Regions from separate parts of the Mus musculus genome. Here region 1 is linked to region 2. The links are chromatin contacts, called in public promoter capture Hi-C maps. All regions are on one chromosome and are shown on one strand. The core of a region is the stretch at or near the end of the contact, and the rest is flanking DNA. Distances in the headings are between cores, read along the strand shown. Region 1 overlaps Dennd1a (DENN/MADD domain containing 1A). Region 2 overlaps Dennd1a (DENN/MADD domain containing 1A).

What was found. Capture Hi-C pulls out chosen DNA fragments and counts their contacts.
Region 1: a contact with region 2 is called in a promoter capture Hi-C map of liver. The contact joins two enhancer-like sites. A contact is called at or near these places in 1 of 484 Hi-C or Micro-C datasets (bone marrow-derived macrophages), 3 of 115 datasets of contacts at active chromatin or transcription factors (astrocytes, bone marrow-derived macrophages and embryonic stem cells) and 3 of 9 other capture datasets (adipose tissue, liver and pancreatic islet).

The regions. Positions count from the first base shown.
Region 1 is chr2:38,257,775-38,264,638 of GRCm38.p6, forward strand. The region is part of intron 1 of Dennd1a (DENN/MADD domain containing 1A); the gene reads right to left. Among named protein-coding and RNA genes, the nearest start is that of Dennd1a, 26 kb to the right of the region's middle. Within about 2 kb of position 2,842, at least 2 of the 459 cell types and tissues checked have an H3K27ac peak or open chromatin away from gene starts, as enhancers often do. A contact at or near this core is called in bone marrow-derived macrophages and liver, where this site is marked.
Region 2 is chr2:38,162,074-38,169,244 of GRCm38.p6, forward strand. All of the region lies in intron 2 of Dennd1a (DENN/MADD domain containing 1A), which reads right to left. Among named protein-coding and RNA genes, the nearest start is that of Dennd1a, 120 kb to the right of the region's middle. Within about 2 kb of position 2,643, at least 67 of the 459 cell types and tissues checked have an H3K27ac peak or open chromatin away from gene starts, as enhancers often do. A contact at or near this core is called in bone marrow-derived macrophages and liver, where this site is marked.

The DNA of each region.
Region 1 (6,864 bases), core at 1,592-4,091, 96 kb after region 2:
GTTCCCCTTAGGTACCTGTTCCCAATGCACATACACAAATAATAATAATAATAATAATAATAATAATAATAATAATAATAATAATAATAATAAATATTTTAAAAGAATATTAAAAGAACCAGCACTCAACAAGATAAAATATACAGCAACAGACATTCAATCAAAACCTTTAGGGCATTCAATAAATTGGAAAAATACAACTTATAACAAATATATCAATTAGAACTAGCAGAAATAACTTTCAAATAGTTACTAATAACTTCATCCTACCTATTTAAAAAAAAACCTTAAGATGTAGAAGATTCAAAACTAAATTGGTCTAACCTAAATTTCTTGAGTTTAAAAAAAATTAAAGCATGACTAATGGTTCTATCATATTAATGCCTTAGAAAGATGAAACATTGAAAGCTCAAGAATTAAAGATTACTCCAAACAATTTGGTGAGACTTTGTCTCAAAGTAAAATATAAAGAAAAGAGATGGGCTAGAGAATCAGCTCAGTGGTAGAGCACTTAATTCATACAAATAAGGCCGAACATTCAACCCTGAAAAATGTACTAAGTAGAATTAACGGCAAATTAAACACTACAGAAGAAAAGACTAGTGAACTTAAAATGCAACAAGCTGCTGGGCATGAAAATGCATGTTTTGCAATCCCCACACTCAAGAGGCTAAGGGAAAAGATGGCCAGGAGTTAAGGCTGGGCTATATAGTAAGCTAAGCCCAACTTAAGCCACAAAGGAAGACCCTGCCTCGGAAAAATAAAGAATGTAACAACAAAACCTATCTAAAATGAAGTGAGAACAGGGAGAGGAGACTTAAGGGTAAGCAAAACCTTACACTGACCCACGAGTCAACTGCATACCACCTACCATACTGGACTCTCCAAACAAGAAAGGTGAAGTGAAAAGGGAAAAAAGCATCTGAAGGAAAGAATAATGAAAAATTCTAAATTTGGTCATGATTGCACAGTCCAAATGCAGGAAAAAGCATTTGACAAAAATCAACACCACAATTTTTAAAACTTTAAAAACCTAAAAGAAACATTCCTCATCCTGATAAAGGACATCTAACAAAAACCTTTGTTTGAAGCTGGAGAAAAAGTTCAGCAGATAAGAACACTGGCTATTTTTCCAGAGAACCTGGGTTCAGTTCCTAGCACCCATATGGCAATTCACAACCATCTGTAACTCCAGTTCCAAAAGATCCAACATCCTCTTTTGGCTTCTGTGGGCACTAGGAGTGTACATGGTATACAGTCATATATGCAAGCAAAACACTCATACACATAAAACAGAAATTAAAAACACCACCACCAAAAGGACACTGCAGTTAATATTACAGTTAAAGTTAAAAGACTGAATCTGTTCTGTAATTGGGAACAGCACAAGGAAATCCCTTTTATTACACTGGAGAGCTTAGGAAGAAAGGAAAGGGAAGTGGGGAAAAGGTGAAGGGAGGAAGAGAAATAAGCTTATCTCTACAGACCACACAGTATACAAGACTTTGATATTAAGGTTGAGGTTATTTCATTCCTCTTTGCCTGTCTACTGTTCTTCCATTTCTGTCTAATCTTTGGAGAGTTCTTCCTACTGCTCCTTCCCTAAAGGTATCCAAAAGTCTACACCATCAAATTGGGTTAAGAATATGTGAGACTCCAAAAGAGTCCATCTGAGTCTCAGAGATGAGGGGGCCCCAGGACTGGTTCTGGAGCTCAGATCTGAGAGCTGCCTTCATGGACCACCTGGGACACTTAAGAGACTGAAGATGCCTGGGTTCCAATGACTCTGATGCAGAGGCTCTGAAGGGAGGCCTAGAAAACTGTTAAGAACCCCCCCCAAATGCTGTGCATTACCAGCCAAGTTTGAGACACTCTTTGTTAAATAAGTGTTTAAAACTGACAGGGGAGCCATGGGACACAACGTGAAGCAGAGAGAGCACATGGGAATGGAGGGAGAGGAGAAAGCCAAATTGAGTCTCTGTTTTCTGAGAGACCCAAAGAGGGGTCTAGGAGCTGTGGGGATGCTAAGTGATTGTACAACCTCAACTCCAGAGTGTTTCCATATCAATGCTCCATGACCCTTTCTAGATACCTACTCAAGTATTGCCTCCAAAAATGTTGACAAAAGGGAAGAGGGAATCTTAATTTTCTTTTTTTTTTTAAGATTTATTTATTTATTATATGTAAGAACACTGTAGCTGTCTTCAGACCCTCCAGAAGAGGGTGTCAGATCTCGTTACGGATGGTTGTGAGCCACCATGTGGTTGCTGGAATTTGAACTCAGGACCTTTGGAAGAGCAGTCAGTGCTCTTAACCACTGAGTCATCTCTCCAGCCTGAGAATCTTAATTTTCAATAAAATCTTCAGCTACAGTAGGTCTGCTCACTCATCTAAGTTGATCACAAAATACTCATTTTTAACTTGTAATATTTTTACTTTTCATTTCATTCCCTGTTCTAGCTTTACTCCGATACAGTATTTAGCCACAGCTATTCAATCCTACTGGTACAAATAAGGCAATCTTAGTCCAAATCCAAAGACCTTCAAGCTCAACTTAGAAAACAAGACAAACTTGCAAAGAAATCCTTCAGAGGAGAGTTGCGACAAAAGCAGCAGGAGGTACAGCTGAAGGAATGCAGGTTAGAATGGTGGAAAATGTTTGCCTTGGTTCTGGGCAGGCTAACAAGTCTAAATGTGGACAGGTGCTACCTGTCTAGAACATGGTCTGAAGGACTCCTCTCTATAGAATCCAATGTCCTCAACTCTAAGGAGAGTACTCTATTATTCTAAATCTTTTACCTACTTGTAAAATATTAAGTAACATTCAAGGCATTATTATGAAGATTCATGATTTAGGTCAATTTAAATGCTAACTTCCCCATAATCAGCTTCCAAATGCTGACACCATTGCATACACTAGCAAGATTTTGCTGAAAGGACCCAGATATAGCTCTCTCTTGTGAGACTATGCCGGGGCCTAGCAAACACAGAAGTGGATGATCACAGTCAGCTATTGGATGGGTCACACGGCCCCTAATGGAGGAGCTAGAGAAATTACCCAAGGAGCTAAAGGGAACTGCAACCCTATAGGTGGAACAACAATATGAACTAACCAGTACCCGGGAGCTCTTGTCTTTAGCTGCATATGTATCAAAAGATGGCCTAGTCGGTCATCACTGCAAAGAGAGGCCCATTGGACTTGCAAACTTTATATGCCCCAGTACAGGGGAACGCCAGGGCCAAAAAGGGGCAGTGGGTGGATAGGGGATTTGGGGGGGGGGGGGGTATGGGGGAACCTTTGGGATAGCATTGAAAATGTAAACGAAGAAAATACCTAATTAAAAAAAAAATAGCAAAATAAATAAATAAATAAATAAATGCTAACTTCCCAAGTTCCTAACTAGTAAAAGTCCAGCTAAACAGAACTTCTTTTATTTTCCATGTCTAAATGGTTTTTGTTATGGTGCTGCTGGTGGTGGTGTGGGTTTTTTCACTGGTGGTTTTTTTTGTTTTAGTTTGGTTTTTGTTATTTTGGTTTTTTTGAGACAGGTTCTCATGTGGCCCAGGCTCACCTCAAACTCACTATATAGCCACCAAACACCTTTAAAAAAAAAAACAAAAAACAAGCATTCTTATTTATTTCATTTATATGAGTACACTGTAGATGTCTTCAGACATACCAGAAGAGGACATTGGATTCCCTTACAGATGGTTGTGGGCCACCATGTGGTCACTAGGAATTGAACTCAGAATCTCTGGAAGGCAGTTAGTGCTCTTAACCACTGAGCCATCTCTCCAGCCACCAAACACCTTGAACTTCACATCTTTTTCCTCTACCTTCCAAGGGTTAGGATTATAGACACACACCATCATGCCCAGCTTATAAGGTGCTGATTGAATCCAAGGCTTCATAATTGTGCTGGTCTGAATAAGAACAGTCCCCCATAGGCTCATATATTTAAATGTTTGGTCACCAAGGAGTAGAAGGAACTCTTTGATAGAATTAGAAGGATTAGGGGTTATAGCCTTTTTGGAGTAGGTATGGCCTTGTTGGAAAAAAGTGTGTCACTGGGCATGGCCTTTGAGGTTTTAAAAGCCCATGCCAGGACACCAAAAAAATAAGGCCCTTTAAATCAACATGAGCAAAGTTCACATAAACTCAGAAACTCAAGTTGCATGCACAGGCCTGCATGAGTCTGTAGCTCTACATATATATTATGGCTTCCAGTTTAGTGATTTTATAGGATTCCTGAGTGTGTGGAAAAAGTGGGTCTCTGCTTCTTGCACCTTCTCTTGGGCTCTTTTCCTTCAGTTGACTTATCTTGTCCAACACTGATGTGACAGATTTTTTTCTTACTTTATTTTTCTTTATTTTATTATCTCTTAGAAGAATGTCCTTGTCTATAAAAGACAGAAAAGAATCCAGATGGGAGGGGAAGGAGGTAGGGGGAACTTGCAGGAGTAGAGGGATAGGAAACAATTAACAGGATATATTATGTAAGATATATGTACGTGCGTGTTTTAAATAAATAGGGGTGTGTGTGTGTGTGTGTGTGTGTTTTAAATAAATAGGTGGGGAGCCCATGCCAGGTCCAGTTTTCTCTCTCTGCTTGCAGATCAGAATGTAGCTCTCACCTACTTCTCTAGTACCTTATCAGCCTTCCCCTATGCTTCATGCCTTTGAAACTTTAAGTCAGCCCCCAATTAAATGCTTTCTTTTATAAGAGTTACCTTGGTCATGCTGTCACTTCACAGCAACAGAACAGTGACTAAGAAACAGATGCTAGCCAAGCATACTACCAACTATGACTTCCTCAGACTAAATATTCCATAGACTCAAATCCAAAAGGTTCAAAGAGCATAACGAACAGAAAACAAAGCAAATATACAAGGCAGGTGTGTTTATTATCAATTATACTGATGGAAAAGTAGGGTATAGGTCAGTTAGGATCAAGTGTAAGGCCACTGGAACTAGAATCCAGGCCATTGGCTCCAAAATCCAGGCTCCTGACATGCTACAGCCTACGATGTCACCACACAATATAAAAACCAAAGGCAAAAGCATAAAATCCCAACGTATTCAGAAGTCTAAGAACAAGAAAAAATAATAATCAAAGCATGATATGCAAGACTATTTGCAGTTCATCCTCAGAGACCTTCAATCTTATCTGCCTACCACCCCTGCCATAGTCATTTTGAGTCCCATCAGGTCTAACTCGCTCACGTGCCTTGTGCCTGCATTACTACCTATTAAGCTATTTGAGAAAGACTAGCTCAATGTTAGCAATGTTAGCAAACCTGGCTTTGCTTTATCCCTGTATCCCAAGCCCCTAACAAAAGAACAGTCTTTTAACAAGCACTCCAGGCTTAATGAGAAGCCCTATCTCAAAAAAAAAAAAAAAAACAAAAAAAAAAACAAAAAAAAAAAAACAAAAAAAAAAAAAAAAACAAGGCAAAGAGCAATAGAAAAGAATTAGCAGCATCAACCTCTGATCTCCACATGCACACACACTACAAACACACCTGCACACACATATGTACATATACATTCACTGTCCTATAGAAATGAAAACAGTAGCTTGCCTCTAAAGAGGTAGTACAAGCTCAAACATAAAACTTCCTTCAAAGTGAATGATTTTGATCAGTTTTCCTGCCTCAAATATCTTCTCTCTTAACAGTATCTTTTTCAGGATGCATCTAGACCACTGTTTGCCAAGTTGAAGACACTTAAAAGAGATTTGCTGAATGAGTTGGTAAGCGGATAACAAATGCCTCCTCCTCTCTGGAGGCTTCTCTTGACTCCCTTACAAAACCCAGTTGCTCTCTCCACATCCTCACCAGGCTCGTTTTCAAAGCTTTATGATATAGCTTCCCAGGTGGTATGCTATGCTACCTACTTACATGTACATATGTAATATTATCCACTAGACTGGCAATCTTGCTTTGCTTTATCCCTGTATTCCCAAGCCCCTAACAAAAGGACTGGCTTTTAACAAGCACTCAGTAAGTTTGTTAACCGAATGAAATTCCCTGAGGAGAACAATGAGTAAGCAATCCATGATTCATACTAAAACTTCTTTTTCCTGGAGAAATAAACAATATTCAGAGCTGTGATACACTCAACCATGCACTCTATAAATATTTCTAGGTTTCAGCTATCATCCGAAGCATCTAAATTTAACTCATTCAACACATACTTATGAGTAATCTAAATACATACAGATAATAGCTTCTAAGGAGCTTACAGACCAGTCAAGGAGACAAAACATAATAAAATATGAAAGAAAACAGGCAACTGTGAGTACTGTCATAAGAAAATACACAACTGGGGTCTAAGTAATTGGTAAAACCAAATGCTGTGGGTTTGCAAACTGAAGATATCATTCCAATTGAAGTCCATGGTCCTAGTTATCTATGGACAGTCTACACTGAAGGAACAAGGTCCTTCATGGTCTGCAACAAAATGCGGAAAATGAACAGTACAGAGTGTTTTCTACATGAAGTATTTAATTCAATTATAAAACCCCTGCTAAATCTGACATCTTTCTCCTGCCCTTGTAATATTTAAAAAATATATAATTTCTTTTCAAAAATGTTGATGACAGGAGATAATTGTTTTTGCATGATTCTATTTTCAAGTTTTTGTTTGGTTTGGTTTGGTTTGGTTTTTTCGAGACAGGGTTTCTCTGTTGTAGCCCTGGCTGCCCTGGAACTCACTTTGTAGACCAGGCTGGCCTCAAACTCAGAAACCCGCCTGTCTCAGCCTCCCAAGTGCTGGGATTAAAGGTGTGAGCCACCATGTCCGGCTATTTTCAAGTTTCTATTGATACAAACTTTGCAAGCACTCAACAGAAGCATCCTGAA
Region 2 (7,171 bases), core at 1,393-3,892:
CCTGATGTGTGTCTAGTAACAAACCCAAAAGCAGCAGCTCAGTGTCACTAAGAGGCACAACCAACCAGAAGGCAGGAAAGCCAGAGTCACCCACAACTTGCTCCTTTTCTCCCAAATGCAATGTGGTTAACGTAATTCTTCAACCAGAAAAATTCATTCATATGACTGCATTATTGGATCTTTACTAGCATGCCATCTTTGTTAAGGTAATTTATGCTTCTTGGGAATCATAAAATACCAGCAGAAATAAAAGCTTTATTTTTTTACCACCATCTTGTGAAAGGATAAGCAATAGAAATCAAAATTTGTGGTATATTCTTCAAACTTTCTTGTTTATATGTTAGACAAAGTCCTTAAATCTCTATTTTAAACCTCTAGTAATAAGAAACAATATTAATAAGAAATCCATTACTTTAAATTAACATTTTAAATGTTTTTTCATATATATAGTAGACTGGGATTAAGAAAAGAAAATAGATGGAAGAGTTTCACACACTAGAAATGAACATGCCAAGCCAGCGCGTAAGAAGGCATCCCAAGCACATTACAGCAAACATTGCTTCAACAGTTGGCAGCATCTGGTCCAAGGCCATGCCTAAAGTGAAAGTCCCAGATTGTAACAGAACAATGTTCCAGGACAATACACCCACTATTGTTTACTACAATTCAAGCATGAGACTTTTGTTTGGTATTCTTTAAGGCCCCAGAGGTTTACAGAAAGCAAACTTCACGGGTCCTTAACATTCTCTAAAACAATACTTTTTTTTAAGCCAATGCTTTTTAAAACCAAAGTCCAATCTATAACATTCCATTGAATTAGTTCAAAGATCCAGTGTGATAGCTGATAAAACTATGAAAGCCATTTTGTAAAACTTAAGACAGAGACTGCAAACAATTTGTTTGTCTTAAAACATCTATTCTGCACAAGAGGCTGCAATGTTTTTTAACATTGAGTTGATCAGGATGCCATAATGTCACCAAAATACTGACATTGGAAACATGTGAGTTACAAAGGTCCAAAGACAATCTGCTTTTCTCAGGAAACACAACACCCCGCCTTACTAACACTTTCAGCATGGCACATACAAAACATAGCACCCTGCAGTTAAGCAAACCGCCTTTAAATTTTCTGTCTGGCAGCAATCCACATGCATGTCTGTATGTTTTTACAAGTACTCTATGTATTTCATTGCGTCAGCTGCATTTCTTTGAGTTTTAAATGGTCTGGGATCATTTTATGAAATGTTCTATATATTTATATGGAAAATAATGCACACTGGAAAACAGCATCAGTCTGATATTTACATATACATTTTTTAAATCCACCATCTAGCACTATAATTTCTAATGTTCCAAAATACCTTTTCACTCAGAAACACAGCACCAAATGCAGTTTCACAAACTAGCTAACTCTTAATGAGAAAATCTTCAGGTCAGAGTATCGCCACAGAAGAGCACAAACCAACAATGTGCTGATGCAGGTGGCCATATGAACAGTAAGAAGTACACGTCATCCTATTCCCTGAGTAATGTCTGTCAGACAGAAAATTAAGAACAAAACAACATACACTTTTCTTTAACCTCCTGTCTTGACAACTTTCTTCTGATTCAAATTTAAAAATCAATTATATTATCTCCCAAGTAAACACTTTTCTTTTTTTATTGTTGTTCTGAGACAGGGTTCCAGGCTGTCTTAGAACTCACAATGTAGCCCAGGCTGACCTCAAAATCATAGAGACCCTCCTGCCTCTGCCTCCTGAGTGCTTTAGGCATACACCACCATACCCAGCAGGAAAACACTTTTCAATTAATTTATTTTACTTCTGTATTTAAAATACCTTGTCAACAATATAGACCATCTGATAAGAGCCCACACATCTTTTAACCAAAAAGGTCTATAAGAGGCTCCTGACAAGGTTCCCTGTCACAACAGTGTGAAGGACACTGCCTTCTCGAAGCAGTATGGGCACTACAGGTCTGTCTCCACAATAATACCATTTTTGTAAAGGCCACAAGACAACACTGTCATAGTGTAGGACTCTCAGCAATACAAATTCGTTCCAGCAGAGAACATGGCTGTGCTGAAAACAGAGAGCTCCAGAAAGAAAAGACTGGCCTTCTTCAGTCTCAACCTATGTTTTCTAGTCTCCAACTGTACATACTTTTAAATATTTAATAAGATATACCAGATTGCCACAGGATGTTTAATTAATAGAATAAGAGTTTGGGCAAGACTCAATGGAAAGGTGCTATAAATTATTTTATACAGCTCCCAAACCCTTGCATTTGCCTTAGGCTTAAAGTTCCTAGAAAACCTGGTAGACAGAGTTTTTACAACAAAAATACAAAATAAATCATAAAAATGCTGTGGTTATATATGAGGTCTCATTTGCACATTGGTAACTAGTACGTAAACACACACCCACACAAATTATTTCTGGTTCTCTGTCCCTCACCCATGGCTGACTACATTTGAAGAAGGCATGGCATACTTTCAAATCAATTATTGAAAAATATGCCATCACAATTTGTATGAAGTGTATAAAAACTGTATACTAACTAACTGTCACCAACTTCCATAACTGGGGCTCTCTGGAGGCCTCTGAAAGAAGCTGCTCTCGTGGCAGTTCACTCGGGCGGAGCTTGCACTGCTTTCACTTTTAACATACCAGGGGTCAAGGCAGGAAAATTTAGATCTAATGCCTACTGAGCTATCCAATCTTTGTCTCTAGGATGTCTTAGGCAAGAAAAGACAAACTACTCAACACCTTTGATTCCTATAATTAGAAAGGCCTGCCCTTTAAAAGTCAGGGTTTAAACATAAACTATCAGCCATATAATCTCATTGCTCGATTTCATGGAGTTTAAGATACTATCTTTCTCTCCTACAACCATAAATGCTAATCCAAGCTGTAATCAGATTTAATTTTCCAGATGAGAAGATGGGAATCTGCTGCAAACAGAGTAATCATACACTCCACTGTTCTTTATCTAATGGTATTTTCCAATTTTATACACCAAAACTGTAGGCTAAGAAAATAGTCCAAAAAATTGTAAGAGCTTTTGAGGATCAGTTCAACCTTTCTCTAAACAATTTAGAGGTAAATTTTATGTTCAAGAATTCCTTCTATAATGGGAAGCTAAAAGTTTCCTGACAGTGTGATTATAAACTAGACTGACACAAATAGAAAGCTTCAAAGATGGATATTCTCATTAAACCTATTAAAGCTACAAAAACTTACTATGTTTACTTTATAACCATAAAATACTCAAATTGTTGGTTTAGCATTTTAAGTGAACATAATTATTCTAGGAATGCACTCACTTCTATCATAGTTAAATCTTACCTATTTATAAAGTCAAATTTTAAAAGGAATATTTTAAATACTTTACATAGTTTAAAAATCAGTTTTCCCATTTGAAATGTGAATAAAGAAAATATTCAATAAAAAAAATCAGTGTTCCTTTTCTTGACAATGAAACAGGAAGAGTTTGTCATATTTTTATGTTTTAATTTAAAAATTACTAGTCCTAAAATGGAAATTTGATCCTAAAAACTCAGAAGAAATAAATAAATAAATAGCCCACTAATGAGAAGTACAGTATCTCTAATTTCTTCAAATGAACATTTATTGGTTTCTATATCCCAATGGAATTGTCCCCTAAAAAATTTTTATCACCTACTGTATGTATTCACTTTTTGCTCTAAAACATGAAAACTGAAAGACATAAAAACACTGAGCTGATTTCAACCATGACTCATTTCTAGGAAGCATTTCCTCTCAGCACTAAAATTTCAAATTCAATTACATACTATTTCACAGCAGTCAGTCTAATTACATAGACACAACATACTTGGCCACTGACATATATTAAAAAAAGAGAGAGAGAGAAAGAAAAAGAAAAAGAGAAAGAGAAGAGAAAAGAAAAGAAAAAAAGACAAACAGTGCTTCTCAATGAAGAACAGAAAACCCACCTCTGTGATTAGCAATAGTGCATTCATGTGCGGATTCCTCCTCAGACTAACAGACTCTGCTCTTCCGACATACTCTGCTCCGCCGTGGCTATTAGTGCATAAACAGCAGACACTAACCTATTGTTTTCAGCTGTTGGAGTTATGAATGTAGTACAGTTACCAATTAAGTGAATCAACAAGTCCTAAATGCATCAGCTGCTCTGCAAATAATGCGTCCTTTGACATCATAGAGCAAAATCCAAAGAATTCATCTTGCTGTCTACAGAAGGTGAAAATATTTTAACTTCCCCAGTTACTGATAACTTAAAATGTGTCACATAACTAATTTCACTTACAAAAGGAATATAACTCAGATCCTTAAAATTTACACCACATATGCACAAAGGGATGTTCTCAGTTAAATGTTACCATTTCCCTTACTATACCCCAGTTTTCAACCCAGTCATTTACATACAAAGTTATAATTTCTGTTATTTAGTTCAGAGTTTGAAGCTAATTTCCAAGATCTATAAAGTTGATCAATAACACATTTAGATAGATATCACCTTTTTAAATAGTTACAATCTCAATTTCATGGGAGTTTTCCCATGAGTTACAATTTATTTTATCATAGCTTGATGTTGTTCTCTGCAGAATTGAGACTAGAACCTGGGGCCTCAGGCATGCAAACCAAGTCCTCTACACAGCCTTGGCCCTATCCTGTCCTTTTTGAATATCGCATTTTTATGTTTATGTAACTATTTTAGACTTACATTATAGCTGTGCCTTTTATACACCAAAGGTGGCATTATTACATATTTTATAGATATATAATATCTGTGATTGTGTGGGGAAAATGAGACTATTATTTATTCAAAACTACTGATGGACTACCAGCTATATGTCAGTAGCACTATGACAGGTGTGTTATACAAAATTTCTGTTTTTTACTTTCATAACAAAGTTATCCTTGGGAACTATCGTGTCAGTTTTATTATAAAGAAAGCAATAAGTTTGTCTAGGGTTTTAAACTAACTTGGCCAACATTTAAAAGTCAGTATGCATTTGAGGTACAAATGCTACACACCCAGCCCAGGTGATGAACAAGCCCCCCAAGAGTTTAAATTTAAAAGAGCATAAATGGAGAACACAGTACTTAACAAGTAGCTGCCTTGGAGCTGACCAAGAGCTAAAGCAGAGATTAGCCTAGAGGCATGGAGCCTTGTCCAAAAGAGAAGAGCAAAGTCTTCTTGGAAGAGAGACAGAGAAGTAGGGGAGTCTAGATCTAGATCAATAGTCAAGGCCATAATGCACCACCCTCATTCTGAACAGAACAGAGCCAAAATATGTCATGGAGTCAGGTCCCATGCTTTACTTAGCTTGTTTCCCACAAAAATCTCTTCTGTTACAAATAAACAACAAATAGAATAGAAAAGAATAAGCTAATTAAATACCCTGTCTCTTCAAGTGGATAAAAAGGCCTATTTCAAAACATCCAATTGAAGAAAAGCCTTTGACTGCCATGTGCTTCCTAAGATCATGTTGGCATGTGGTAAAAACACAATAAATATTAATTGCTGGGATATTGTTAACCCCAAAGGAGAAATAAGCAAGCACTATAAATGAGATGACTATAGACGTATAGGTGTACCTCATATTGGAAATAAGGGTGTTCCTGAAGTAAAATTTTATAAACCTAATTAAAAATGTTCCCATTGCCTTCTAATACTTACCTAGAAAGTTATAACTGTCTAAGAACCGGGTTTCTCTATGTTCAGTGATTGCAGATCTTCAAGCCACCATTTATTTGCCTCCTGGCATCTGTTTGCTAATGATCTGTAAACATCATGCACTAGGGACTACACTGATTTTCAGAAACCCTGAGGTGAATCTTTTTAAACTGAAGGCTCTTTCTGTTCATTTCTTTGCTTTATGAGTTTACAAACTCAGTTTTAGAAACAGAATCCCACTCAAAACATTTGCAGAACAACTATAACCCCACTAGCTACCATTTACTGGGTGAGGCACACCAACTAAACTTTTATTATTTTTTATTATTTTATTATTTTATGTAACTTCAGCAGTTTAACCTTGTTTAATGAAAATGGCCCTGCAAAGTTTAAAAAAGAAAAAAGAAAGAAAAGTATCTACTTAAAAATGCAAACTATGAAGCTCACTGGGAGCAAATCAACAACTAAGTAACATAGGCAGGATTCGGCCAAGGCCTGTCAAACACCAAAGAATCCATCGCTAGCTTTCTTCTTTGGCTTTATTTATTTACATCCTCCTGTTGATCTGTCTTCTCATCATTATTGTGACTCAACAATAAGAATACATCTGGACAAATAACAACAACATGTTGTCATGGAACAGGCCTTAGCAGACTATGAATGAGAGCTTTCCAATCCCTCTACCTCGACTCCTTTGCCAAGTTCATAATATAAAGAAAATGATTGCAAAATAGTTAGCATTCAGTTATAACAAATACAATAGTTAAGAGATATGGATTCGTGTACAAAACTTAGAAGAATTTTTGAAAGTTAGAGGTTCTTCTTGTATCATCAATGGGAAATCTTTTTGCTATAAACAAACAAACCAAAGGGGAGTTTAAAAAATGGTTTTCTGACTCAAGGAAATATTTCCAAGGACCTCTAAATAACACTGAGAACCTGAGAGACTGGACTAAACTAGTGCACACAAGGTAAATAATAAAAGGTGTTATCCCTGAGAGCAGAGCTGTCACCAAGATATTCTTAGACACAGTGACTCACCTGCAATCCAAGCACTCGGGAGACTAAGGAAGGAGGGTAAGAGTTTACGGCAGGCTTGGGTACATAGAGAGCTCCAGGCCAGCCAAGGTAGTTGGTGAGACCGTCTCAAAAAGCCAAAGTGGAACAAACTTCTTAATGGAGGGATTCTCTGTCCCTGGGAAAACTATTGCCTACCCCTAGCTGTACCATCAGAGAATGGATACCTAACCACAGGTTTTTATACTAAAATATATGTAACATAAAATTTACAGTTCCAAGACTCTTCACTGTGCCTGTACCATACACTGAGTACACTCACTGCTGCTTCAACAGTTACCACTTATCTCCAGAATGTTTCACCTTTTCCAGCAGAAGCTCTGAACCCATTAACTACCACCTCTTCCTTTTTCTTTTCTTTTCTTTTCTTTTCTTTTCTTTTCTTTTCTGTATTTGTGTGTGTGTGTGT